3 separate regions of the Mus musculus genome follow, and regions 1 and 2 are each linked to region 3. Evidence: chromatin contacts called from public promoter capture Hi-C data. All regions are on one chromosome and are shown on one strand. Each heading gives the region's core, a stretch centred on a gene start, on an enhancer-like site or on the middle of the called end of the contact. The rest is flanking DNA. Distances are from core to core; before and after follow the strand shown. Region 1 holds the start of Micos10 (mitochondrial contact site and cristae organizing system subunit 10). Region 2 holds the start of Akr7a5 (aldo-keto reductase family 7, member A5 (aflatoxin aldehyde reductase)). Region 3 holds the start of Crocc (ciliary rootlet coiled-coil, rootletin).

Region 1 (3,282 bases), core at 587-3,086, 1.9 Mb after region 3:
TAAATATATTTTTTAAATTCCCTGTAAACATAAGTTTTACATTGTTTGATAGGAAGGACTAATAGTTAATGCCTCTCAGACACTAGTATGGGTGGGATAGACATTTCATCTGAAACAATACATAATAGAGGTTAGATGGAGGTGTGAGAATCCGCATTCTAAACAGGCAGGGAAAGGTGAGGGCTGGAGGAAACCATCAGAATCAGGGAGGGTGGTGTCTTGCAGGTATGAGTAGCCAGAGAGACAGACGTCCAGGAAGCAGGGACAAATGCAGTTTAAAACGAGATAGAGAGAGAGAGAGGTATTTGAGTAGTGAGAAGTTTGGTTTCTTTGAAAAACACAGAAATAAGACTTGGCTTTTGTCTTAATCCCAGGTGTGGGATGTAGGGCTGCTTCAGACTGTCCACAGCGCTGACGTGGCCTCGAGCTCTACCAGGGGTGTGATTCTGCCAGCTGCAGATGGTTTCTGCGACTGTGTGACGTTTGGATCCTGGGGACTTTCCAAAGGGTCTATAAATGCTAGGGCCTCAAGGGGCAGGTTGTTGGTGGGTTGCTGCTGGTTAAGTAGTAAAGTGGGAAGAAACAATAAGAAACTAGCTATTCTGCTGGAGAAGATCAAGCTTGCTCCAAGGAACTCAATGCCCCTCATCAGCAGGAAACAGTCTAATGATAACGTCACCTGTTGCCCTATCCTTTCTTATCGCCTATCTAGTGTTAGGGGGTTGAGTGGGTGGAAGAAAAGAAGTATCTATAAAGTAACACTGGTTGCGCTTTAGGGCTGTTTAGGTCACTCGGCAAGTAATAGCACTGCCTCTAAGTCTGGTGATCTGCGTTCAGTCCCTGGCACCCACAGGGTGGAGGGGCACCCACTCCCACTAGCTGTCCTCTGACTCCCACATGTGCCATTATAGGGCATGCGCAGGCACCCACACACTCTGTATAAAATGCAGCAGGGTGGGGGGTTGTTTTTAAATCCATTTGAATGGAAGTCGTTCATGCTCAAATAAATACTCCCCGACTGTGGCCATGCAGACAACCCTAATTAAACTGTGGATGGAGTGGTGCACATCTTTGATCTCAGCCCTACAAGGCAGAGACAGGTAGATCTCTTAATTCAAGGCCAGCCTGCTCTACAGAGCCAGGTCCAGGACAGCCAGGGCTACACAGAGAATCCCTGTCTCTGAAAAACAAAACAAAACAAAACAGAGACAATCAGAGAAACAGAAAACAAAACCAAACCCTCATATAACATGCCGGGCAGTGGTGGCACATGCCTCTAATCCCAGCACTTGGGAGGCAGAAGCAGGGGTTTTCTGAGTTCAAGGCCAGTCTGGTCTACAGAGTGAGTTCCAGGACAGCCAGGGCTACACAGAGAGACCCTGCCTCAAAAAAAAAAAAAAACAAAAACAAAAACAAAGTATATAACATATATATATATATATATATACACACACACACACACACACATTATTTTATTTGTTATATGTTTTATTATATATAATATAGATATATAATATACGTATATTTTATATATATACATGTATACATATACATACACACATATATACACATACACACATGAGGAAGATGGGGTTCAGTAGGTATAAAATGGAGGATGAAAGAGGGCAACAGTAGAACGGGAGGAGGGCAATGGCCAAAATAATTATGTACAAATATGAAAAACCCAGGAAAGACAAGGCCTTCTGTACTCTGGATGTAGTCAGTCTTCGCTTCCCTTCCGCTATCTCCAAGGTCAGGGTCACCTCCGGCTCCCAGGCAACCTGTCACCTTGACGACCGAGCGAAGAAAAGCCGGAAGCCAGGGACGACGTATGTGATCCCGCGATATTTGGCGCGCCGGCTCCGGCCGGAAGCTTATGGTGGCGGCCGGCTCTCGCGAGACTTGCCATCAGTAGGAGCGCGGGGGCCGGCCGTGAAGAGTGCTGGAGTTGCCAGTGAGGAACATGTCGGAGTCCGAGCTGGGCAGAAAGTGGGACCGGTGCATGGCCGACACGGTCGTGAAGCTAGGTGAGCTCATCTGCCTCTGGTAGGCCCTGGGCTGGAGCCGAGCGGCCCGCGCGCGGACGGGAAGCCGCAGGGGTCAAGCCGCGGCCTGCTGCTGTCTGGACGGCGGGGCGCGCTGAGCTGCGGGGCGCTGACAGGTGACGACTGTCAAGCGGGGCGGCGAGGGCGACGAGGGCGACGAGGGCGGCGAGGACAACGGGCCGAAGGGCGCGGGAGTTTCCGAGGTGGCTGGAGGTGCAGGCCCGGGGAAGCAGCGGTGCTCCGGGAGTGGGAAGGCGTGCGGGACGCGCCGGGAAACTCTGTCACTCCATGCCCCATGTCCCCCGGGTTAGGCGAGCAGCCGGCCGGAGCGCAGACGGCTCCCCAGCCGGGAGCAAGCGGCCTTCGGAAGAAGGTCATAGAAGAAGGCGCTTAACCGCCTCCGTCGGGCCGCGCTGGCAATTGCGGTCGTGCCCGGCCTCATTGATCCGAACCCGCCTCGGGTCTGCAGTTGGAGCCGGGGGTTATTCTCCGGAAGAATGGCCGCAGTCAGATAGATCGCGGCCACCGCCGGCCCCCTCGGTAGTCCAGGTTGTCTCTTTGGACACGCGTCCTGTGACGACACACTTTGTGAGGTCACGGGGTCGGGGAAGGAGGCTCGGGGGGCGGGGGTGTCCCATATAATAGTGATGGTGATGCAGATGTTAGGCGCGCTGCTCGCCACGGTAGCTCGGAAATGACCTGTCTCGTCGTGAGTTGGAGCTCGGTGAAGGAGCTTGCCTGAAATCGCGTTGCTGATAATGTGGCATAGTTGAGAATCCCTCCCCCCCCAGGATTTCTTCCTTGGGGTTCTCAGGCTCTCTGCTGATCCTCGTCCACTCCATCTTTCTCTTGTTGATTGTCTGCAGCTATTGGTGTGTAGGCCAGAGATCGATGATGAGTGGCTTCCCTCCCTCAGTAGCTCTTTGCCCTATTTATTGAGACAGTGCCTCACTATGGAGACCTGGCTGGCCAGGAAAACTATGTCAGCCAAGTTAGCCCTGAACTCAGACACTCTCTGCTGGATTTAAAGGTGTGCACCACTACACAGGACTCTCACAGGAACTGGAGCGCATCAGTTTGCCTAAACTGGCTGCCCATTGAGTTTTGATCGGCCTTCTCCCCCTCCCCAGCATTTTTTCATGGGTGTTGAGGATTTGAGCTCAAGTCTTTTTTTTTTTTATGCCAGGGGCTTTATTATCCACTGAGCTGTCTCTCCAATTCCTCCGACTCTTTCTTC
Region 2 (3,608 bases), core at 134-2,633, 1.7 Mb after region 3:
AGCATTCGGCTTGAGAGATCCACTCACTTAAGTGAGCTTTACCCCATGTGAGTCTATGGAGCCCACTGTACAGGAACCGGGAGGAAGAACCTCAGAACAGGTAAAAGTGAGGCCTCTTTACGTATCAGGCACCCTCCTGAGACTCCAATAGCTTCAAGCAAATGAAGGGCGGTTCCCCTCCCCTTCCAACGCGGGACACGCGTCACTGATCACACACGTACTTTGCAACTCTCAAACTCCATATTCCAATAGCTAGGATTGCAGTCTCCGGTGCACCCTACTTACACTGTAGGGCCCATCCCCAGTTCTCTATGGGCTCTGCCTACTGCTCTTCCCGACAAGCTACTCTTTCCTGCACTCCTCAGCAATCGCGGCTACAGTCTTCCTCGTTGGACCTTTAACTCTCCGTGGAGAAATCACTTCTCCCACGGTAGCCTACAGAGCTACAGAGTTTGCCATTGTAAGACCTGGCACAGAGAATGGGCACAAAGGCCGAAATGCCCTCTCCCGACGCCACCTTTCCGCCCCTGCCCCCAGCTGGGCCCTAGGCATTGTTGCCACAGGTCTCCTTGAGATCCACAGGTGCTGTCGACTGCACGGGACAAAGTCTAGTCCGGACAAAAGACCGGAATGATAAGCATTCTCCAGGAGCGCAGAGGTGGTGAGGGCAAGAGGGGTAGGCACGAACAAAAAGCCTGGTGGGGATGGGGGGCGTGTCGGGGGTGGGGGGGCGGCTATGGACAACGGTTGGCCGGGAGGCAGGGATTGCGGTAGGAAGCAAAGCGCCCAGAGTAGGCTAAACATTAGCGTAGGAAGCTTCCTCGCACCCGCCTCGGTAGCTGCAACTAGAAGTTTCTAAGGAGAGGCGGGACAAAGTTCAGTTCACTAGTTCAGGACTCCAGTTGCCTTGGGAGCTTGGGGTAGACCCAGCTGTGGATCCGGAGCTTCCGAAGCTCCTGGATGCAGATCCTGGCTGGTGCACGCCGGTTGCGGGCACCGGCTCAGCTCTACTCGGTGCGGGGGGCGGGGGAGGCCGGGTGCAGCGGTTACCTGTGCAGTCGCCGCTGCCCAGCCCGAGCCCCAGGCCGCCCAGGATGTTCTCGGACTGGCCGTCGCAGTACATGAAGGCCGTGTCCAGCTCGCTGTGGCCGCGCTCCAGGAAGGCGCGGACCGAAGCGGCGCTAGCACTCGCATCCATGCGACGCCCCATCTCCATGGTGCCCAGCACCGTAGCGGGCCGGAGAGGGGCGCCAGAGGCGGCGCGGGGTGGCGGAGGCCGGGACATGGCGAGAGGACGCCCGACCGAAGTCCCGGAGCGCTGCGCGGAGCGAACAGCAGCGCGGCCCACGGCTCTGGACGCTGCACGCAGCATGGAGACTGCGCCTGCGCACTCGAAGCTTCAGGCTCCGCCCACGGCGGGGGGCGGGACTTCGCGGAGGTCAGCTGATCCCGGCGGGCTCGGATCCTGAAGCTGACACCGGCTGTGGATCTTGAACTGGTGAGGATGAAGGGGGCTGGCGGCTGTCCCGGGCTGGGGGGTCGGGACTCCAGACGCGCCCAGCTAAGTCTTTTCTACACCCTCCTCCAGCTCTGCACGGTCCCCGGCGCTGGTCCCCTCCTGGGGAGCGGGATCGTGGGTCTCTGCCCAACCTGGCCAGGGATCCGGGACGGCCCCACTTCTTACCTGCAGGTCCTTGCCTTCCGGCCTCTCGGCTTCCCTGGACTGGGCGGCCTTGTTTTCCCTGCTCTGGGTGGGGGCCTCGCGGCGCTTGCCCCAGCCGCTGCCCTATCATTATCCCTCCGAACCCGCAGAGTCACCGGAAGGAGTTAGAGCCTTGGTTTGGAGGCCAGGAATGGGTAGGATCCCGGAGCCATTGCGCTCCCCTGACACATTCTCCGTAGCTCTGCAGGTAGGGAACCCAGAATGTCCCATTCCTCGCCAAGCTCACCGCAGGATTCCACAGAGGGCTGGTTAGAAATGTGAGGTAAAGGCAGGCGGATATCTGAGTTCGAGGCTACCCTGGTCTACAGAGCTAATTTCAAGGCAGCCAGGGGCTACACAGAGAAACCCTGTCTCAAACTGCTCCCGTTCCCACCTGCCCAAAAAAGAAAGAAAGAAGTGTGTAGTTTCAGGTTCACTTCGTGTGTACTCCATGCTACAATGTGGTCCAGGGGGCTACAGCAAGAACAGAATATTACTGTTGACTGTGCCAGATAGGCTTTGGTGGGAAGCACCTTCCTGGCTTTGCTTGGAATTGGGGAAGAGCTGGATGTGGCAGGAGATACTGTCTCCTGGCCAGCCTTTACGGACATGAGCCGCGAAAGCCAATCCCCTAGTGGGGAATGTATGTAGCTCAGTGGTAGAGCACTTGACTAGCGTGGGATATGGAGGTTTGGCCTGGGTTTTATTGTAGTCTGCATGCAGTTTAGGAGGTAAGTAAGTGCCTTTTAGGATTTCCTTCATTGTATACATCAGAATGCTGAAACTCCAACACTTGCCCAGAGCGACATCTCAGCCCTGGGCCCGCTCAATTTACAAGTTTCCTTGCATACGCTTCCCGCTCCCGCCTCCCCTCTTTTTTCTTGTTCTGTTTCTTTCCTCCTTTTTTTTTTTTCTCTTCATCATGCTTCCTTCCCTCTCCCTCTCCCTCTCCTTTACATTTTCCGAGCCTTTTGTTGTACAGCTGGTGCATCCAGACCCACGAGACTGGGAAGGATACAGACAGGGGAGAGGGGAGAGAGACTTGCTTGAAGAACACTGGTTAACAGGGACAGTGTTGCCTCTTCTCCAGGATTGTGTTCCAGGGGACTGGAGGCGGTGGCGGCAATGTCCCTTGGATAGGCAAGTTAGAAATGGGTCAGGGTATCTCTACTAGGCATTTGTGATAGAGAAGGATTCCCTAGAGGAAGAGAGAGGCTGTGCAGGTGCCTGGGACTCTGAGGACCTGGGGCAGGAGATGAGGTTAGGAGGGTCATTCTTGGGGTCCTTAGGACCTTGCCTCTGTGATTTTGAACTTGATCCAGTATCAGAATGGAACCTGCATCTGCTTTGGTGGGGAGCACCTGCCTGGCTTTCCTTGGAGTTGGAGGGGAAATGGGCGTTGTAGGAGATTGTCTCCCCGACCAGCCTTTAAGGACATGCACCATGAGAGTCAGAATCCTTCATACTAGTGGGGGATACAACTCAGCATTAGACCATTTAACTAGCATCTATGAGGTCCTAGACCCAAGCTTTGGTATCAGGAGTCTTTGCAGAGACTGGGAGAGCTGCATGAACCCAGGGTCCCCGTTCATCTGGTTCCACTGGTGTGGAGAGGCTCCACAGTGGTCAAGATACTGGGGTCTCATCTTTAAGCCATCACTCTCACTGGGTCAGATGGGAGGCTCATAGCTTTATGTTTGGCTCAGAAGGATGTTAATTAGCCCCAGTTCATAGACAGGGTCAGCCAGGCTGACTCGCTTGCCTGAAGCCACTCAACCCTACCTGTAAAATGGGAACAGTGTTTCCCTACCCAGCCTGGGTATTAGATGTTATGAGGAATGACAGTGTATGCATGTGTGATGAATTGGACCACTCCAGATCTACCAGAAGAGGTGTTGGGAGGCCA
Region 3 (3,565 bases), core at 522-3,021:
GTCCCATCACCTCTCAACATTCACATCGGCGACCACATTTCACCAAGAGTTTGGGAAGGGACAAATGTATCTTTTGTTCTCCTGATCTAATTGTCTCAGAGGCTTCCTGCCTCTTCTCCTAACCTGAGCCTAGTCCCGGAAGCTTCTAGCCTCCATACAATCTTATCTAGGCCTAGAGTGTTTTCAGCCTCTGAGACTTACTGCTGAATAAGCTCACCCTTTCTAGCTCTTTCTGAACACGGGCTGGTTGGTCAACTGTTCTGGCTCGAAACTTCTCCCCACACTGACTGGTTCAGACTGGCTTCTTTCAGCTGCTGACTGAATTGCTCTGCTTGGTCTAGTACTAACTCTGGCAATCTGTCCTAATCTTCTGCCTCCGGCTCATTCTCTGGCTTCTTCTGTCCTGTGTCTAGCTTGTACTCTCTTCAGCTTGTGTCTGTACAACTCTCCCGGTAAAACGTCCTCTCTCCCCTTCTCTCTCTGCGCTGCTCTCTTTGGTAGCCTCCAGACCTCCATAGCAGCTTGGGGGCGCCTACCTTCTTGTCCAGGTGTACATTGGAAACATATGCAGTACGGATTCCTTAGTTGGGAAGAAGCGATCCAGTCTGGACTAAAGTGTGTGTATGCAGCGCCTACCGCATCCTTCTCTCTGACTTGGATACCGCAGCAGGTCTTGAAGACCAAGGGGCCTGGCTTTGCCCTTTAGGCATTTTGGGGAGTCTGCTTGGTCTAAGGGGAGGTGAGCTTCAGGCTTACACTTCTTCATAGTGTGTCACCTTGAATAGGTGAGTCCTCCACCCCTCTGAGCCTTGTTTTGCTCATCCGGAAATAGGCTGATAGGAGGACTAGATGAATTTGACACACCCTAGAACTCAGGAACCTGGAGAGTAGAAACCAGCAGGTAAGTGCTAAAGTGAGCTGCTATGAGCTTAGCCTTGCCCTGTGTGTTTCTGAACCCCTCCCTGCTTTCAGCACCCTTCAGTTCCCTCAAAGACCCTACTCTCGTTTACAGATAGGGAAACTGAGGCCAGGAGAGGTAATTTATCCAGGACCATACTGCTAACACATGGCAGGCCATCGACTCCGGGTCCTTACCATTGTGCCACACAGCCTCCTTGCTTCTGGGAGGGAAACTGCTCTCAGACTTTGGGGGCCCAGGGACTGTGCACGTTGAGTTTTCTCCTGAGTGAAGACAATGTTTACCCAGTGTTCCCTGGGTGAACTGGCACCCAGTTATGTGCTGTGGACGGGCAGATGCTTTGCTCCCAGGAGCTCAATGGTGCCAGCTCTGACACAGGAGGATGCTGGGACACAGCCGGGGGCGGGGCTTGGACCGGCTCAGTTCCTAGTCTTGTCTGAGCGCCTGCTTTCTTTGCTTCCAACCTGTAGTGCACAAGCATCTCCCTGCCTAGCAGCAGGCTGTAAATAGGTTCTGAGCAGACCACGTGAGCTCGCCCGTTCCGGGTCAGAGAAGATGCTCTGTGAGCTAGGGACTCTGGCCTCGGGCAGCCGGGCTTGTAAGGCTGCAGTGCCCACAGACTGGGGAGGGAGGAGGGAGTGGGGAACACTGTTCCCTACCATTCATGGTCTCCTCCCTGAGTGCTGTCTGGGCCCTCCCTCCTCATGCACCTCTGATTCCTGCTGCTCTTCCCCTCCTCTCCCTTCTGAGTCCCTCCCCACCCCCTGCGTAGTCACGTGGGGGCACCATCGGATTTAAGCTTAATCTGCCGGGCTGCTCAGCCCAGCAGCCTGGCATTGGTGTGTTAGTGCGTTGGTGCATGTAGCTGAGACGCTCTTCGACCTCTGTACTTTGAGGAGGGGGGCTGTGGAGTGCCCACAGACCCCCCTCTCCATGAGCCTGGGGCTGGCAGGATCTCTGCAGGCTCAGCTGGCACTGGAGATTGTGATCCAGGTGGGTCCGGAGGGCCGGGCCGTGTCCACCCTGTCCAGGGGCAGAGCAGGGCAGAAGAACCGACCTTGTAGTAGTGGTGAGAGGTGGTGAGTGGAGGGAAGTGTGGGGAAGTGTGCGAGGGTTGCAGTTTGCAGGTCAGGGGGCCACACAGGCCAGTGCTGGGACTCCTTAATCTCAGTGCACAGTAGTGGGGGAAGGGCCCCTCGTGGACTTTAGGGATTACTGGCCTCTGGCACAGCAAGATCCTCCTACCTTCTCTGCCCTTCAGGTCCTGCTGGGGCCCAGCGCTAGGAGAGACACTGAGCAGGCGCTCTCTGCAGTTTACCCTTGTTTCCTAGTTTCTCTAGGACTTGGGCCACAGGATTTGCCCAACTCTCAGGCCAGGAAGTCAGGGGTCTAGGATCCCTGAAAACTCTCTCTTCTCACAGTCTCTGGAGAACTGTGTTCTGGGACCAAACCAAGAGAAGAGCCTGAGTGTGCAGAACCGGGTCCAGGACTTCCAGGGAGCCAGCCTGCTTGTCTGCGCCAGGGAGGTCATCGCCAGCAACCTCTCCCGGCCTGAGACCCCAGGTACCACCTCCCTACCCTGTCCAGGTCCTTCTCCCTTCTCAGCAGCAGGGACACAGATGGTGCTGCTGTGTAGTGTAGTGCTGTGTGTGTGTGTGTGTGTGTCGGTAAGCGTGCACACACGTGCGCGAATACATGTATGTTGTAATGTGTGGCTCATACACACGTGTGTACAGGTACATTTCCTGTGAGCACGAGGATGACAAAGAAGTGCTCTGGTGTTCTCCACCGCTTCCCTTACCTCAGGATCTCGCACAGCTTGGAGCTAGGCTGCCAGCCAGCAAGTCCTACTGATTTTCTCGGCTCTTTGCCAAGTCGCTTTTGGGTTACAGGTGCCCGAGGGGCCATGCCCAGCTTTGTACATGGGTGCTGGGATTTGAACTTAGATACTCATGCTTGTGTGTAGCAAGTGCCCTAATGTGCTGATCCACGTGCTCAGCCCCAGACCCTACTCCTTGAATGCACATAGGGAGACAGGCACAGCTCTGTGATGAAGGAGCCTCCAGAGCCTGAGATGCAATTATTTTATTTACTCCCCATGTGGCACAGCTTTAAGAGAGGGCGGGGCTAGCCCTTTCCACTCATTGCTTCAGATTTGAACACCAGATACTGAATTTTCTACCGGAGATGGTGTGAGCTGTCTGAGGCTAAGGGATGGGGTTGGGGCCAGCTCAGACCAGGCTCTTATAGGGGCTTAAAAAGCACAAAAGCTGCCGGCCACAGGTCCTCCTGGGGTGCAGCATGCATAACTTGGTTGTGCAGCCTGAGTGCCTGGACATAAGGCCAGCTGGTTCGTTAGTGGTATGGCTGCTGTTATCCAGTTCAGACTCCGTATCAGGCCAGGGCTGTCTCTTTGAGTGGACAGCCCTCTTTGAGGGATGCTGTGACTCCCAAAGGTGGGGAGGCTTAATGACCCCACCCCCACCCCAAAGGCTAGAAAGCCTGCAGTGTGTGTCCCTGTTTTTCAGGGTGAAAGTTACAAGCTAGGTGCCACTGCTACACCATAGTTTCTGAGGTCCTGAGAGAACTGGGTGTGATGGTGCTTGCCTAAAATCTCAGCCTTTGAGGGGTGGGGGAGGGGATCAA

Evidence for each region. Promoter capture Hi-C pulls out the DNA fragments that hold promoters and counts their contacts.
Region 1: a contact with region 3 is called in a promoter capture Hi-C map of pre-B cells, with 4 times the contacts expected there. The contact joins the promoter of Micos10 here to the promoter of Crocc in region 3. A contact is called at or near these places in 2 of 39 promoter capture datasets (hippocampal neurons and pre-B cells).
Region 2: a promoter capture Hi-C map of pre-B cells shows a contact between it and region 3, with 4 times the contacts expected there. The contact joins the promoter of Akr7a5 here to the promoter of Crocc in region 3. A contact is called at or near these places in 4 of 39 promoter capture datasets (cranial neural crest, hippocampal neurons, liver and 1 more).

The regions. Positions count from the first base shown.
Region 1 is chr4:139,129,667-139,132,948 of GRCm38.p6, reverse strand. Micos10 (mitochondrial contact site and cristae organizing system subunit 10) reads left to right here and starts at 1,836. Exons shown (of 4, transcript NM_001163006.2): 1 at 1,836-2,027. The coding sequence starts at 1,964.
Region 2 is chr4:139,308,519-139,312,126 of GRCm38.p6, reverse strand. Akr7a5 (aldo-keto reductase family 7, member A5 (aflatoxin aldehyde reductase)) reads right to left here and starts at 1,383. Exons shown (of 7, transcript NM_025337.3): 1 at 1,051-1,383. The coding sequence starts at 1,372. It overlaps Slc66a1 (solute carrier family 66 member 1), which reads left to right and starts at 1,419. Exons shown (of 9, transcript NM_145384.3): 1 at 1,419-1,498.
Region 3 is chr4:141,051,867-141,055,431 of GRCm38.p6, reverse strand. Crocc (ciliary rootlet coiled-coil, rootletin) reads left to right here and starts at 1,771. Exons shown (of 37, transcript NM_172122.2): 1 at 1,771-1,912; 2 at 2,341-2,482. The coding sequence starts at 1,853.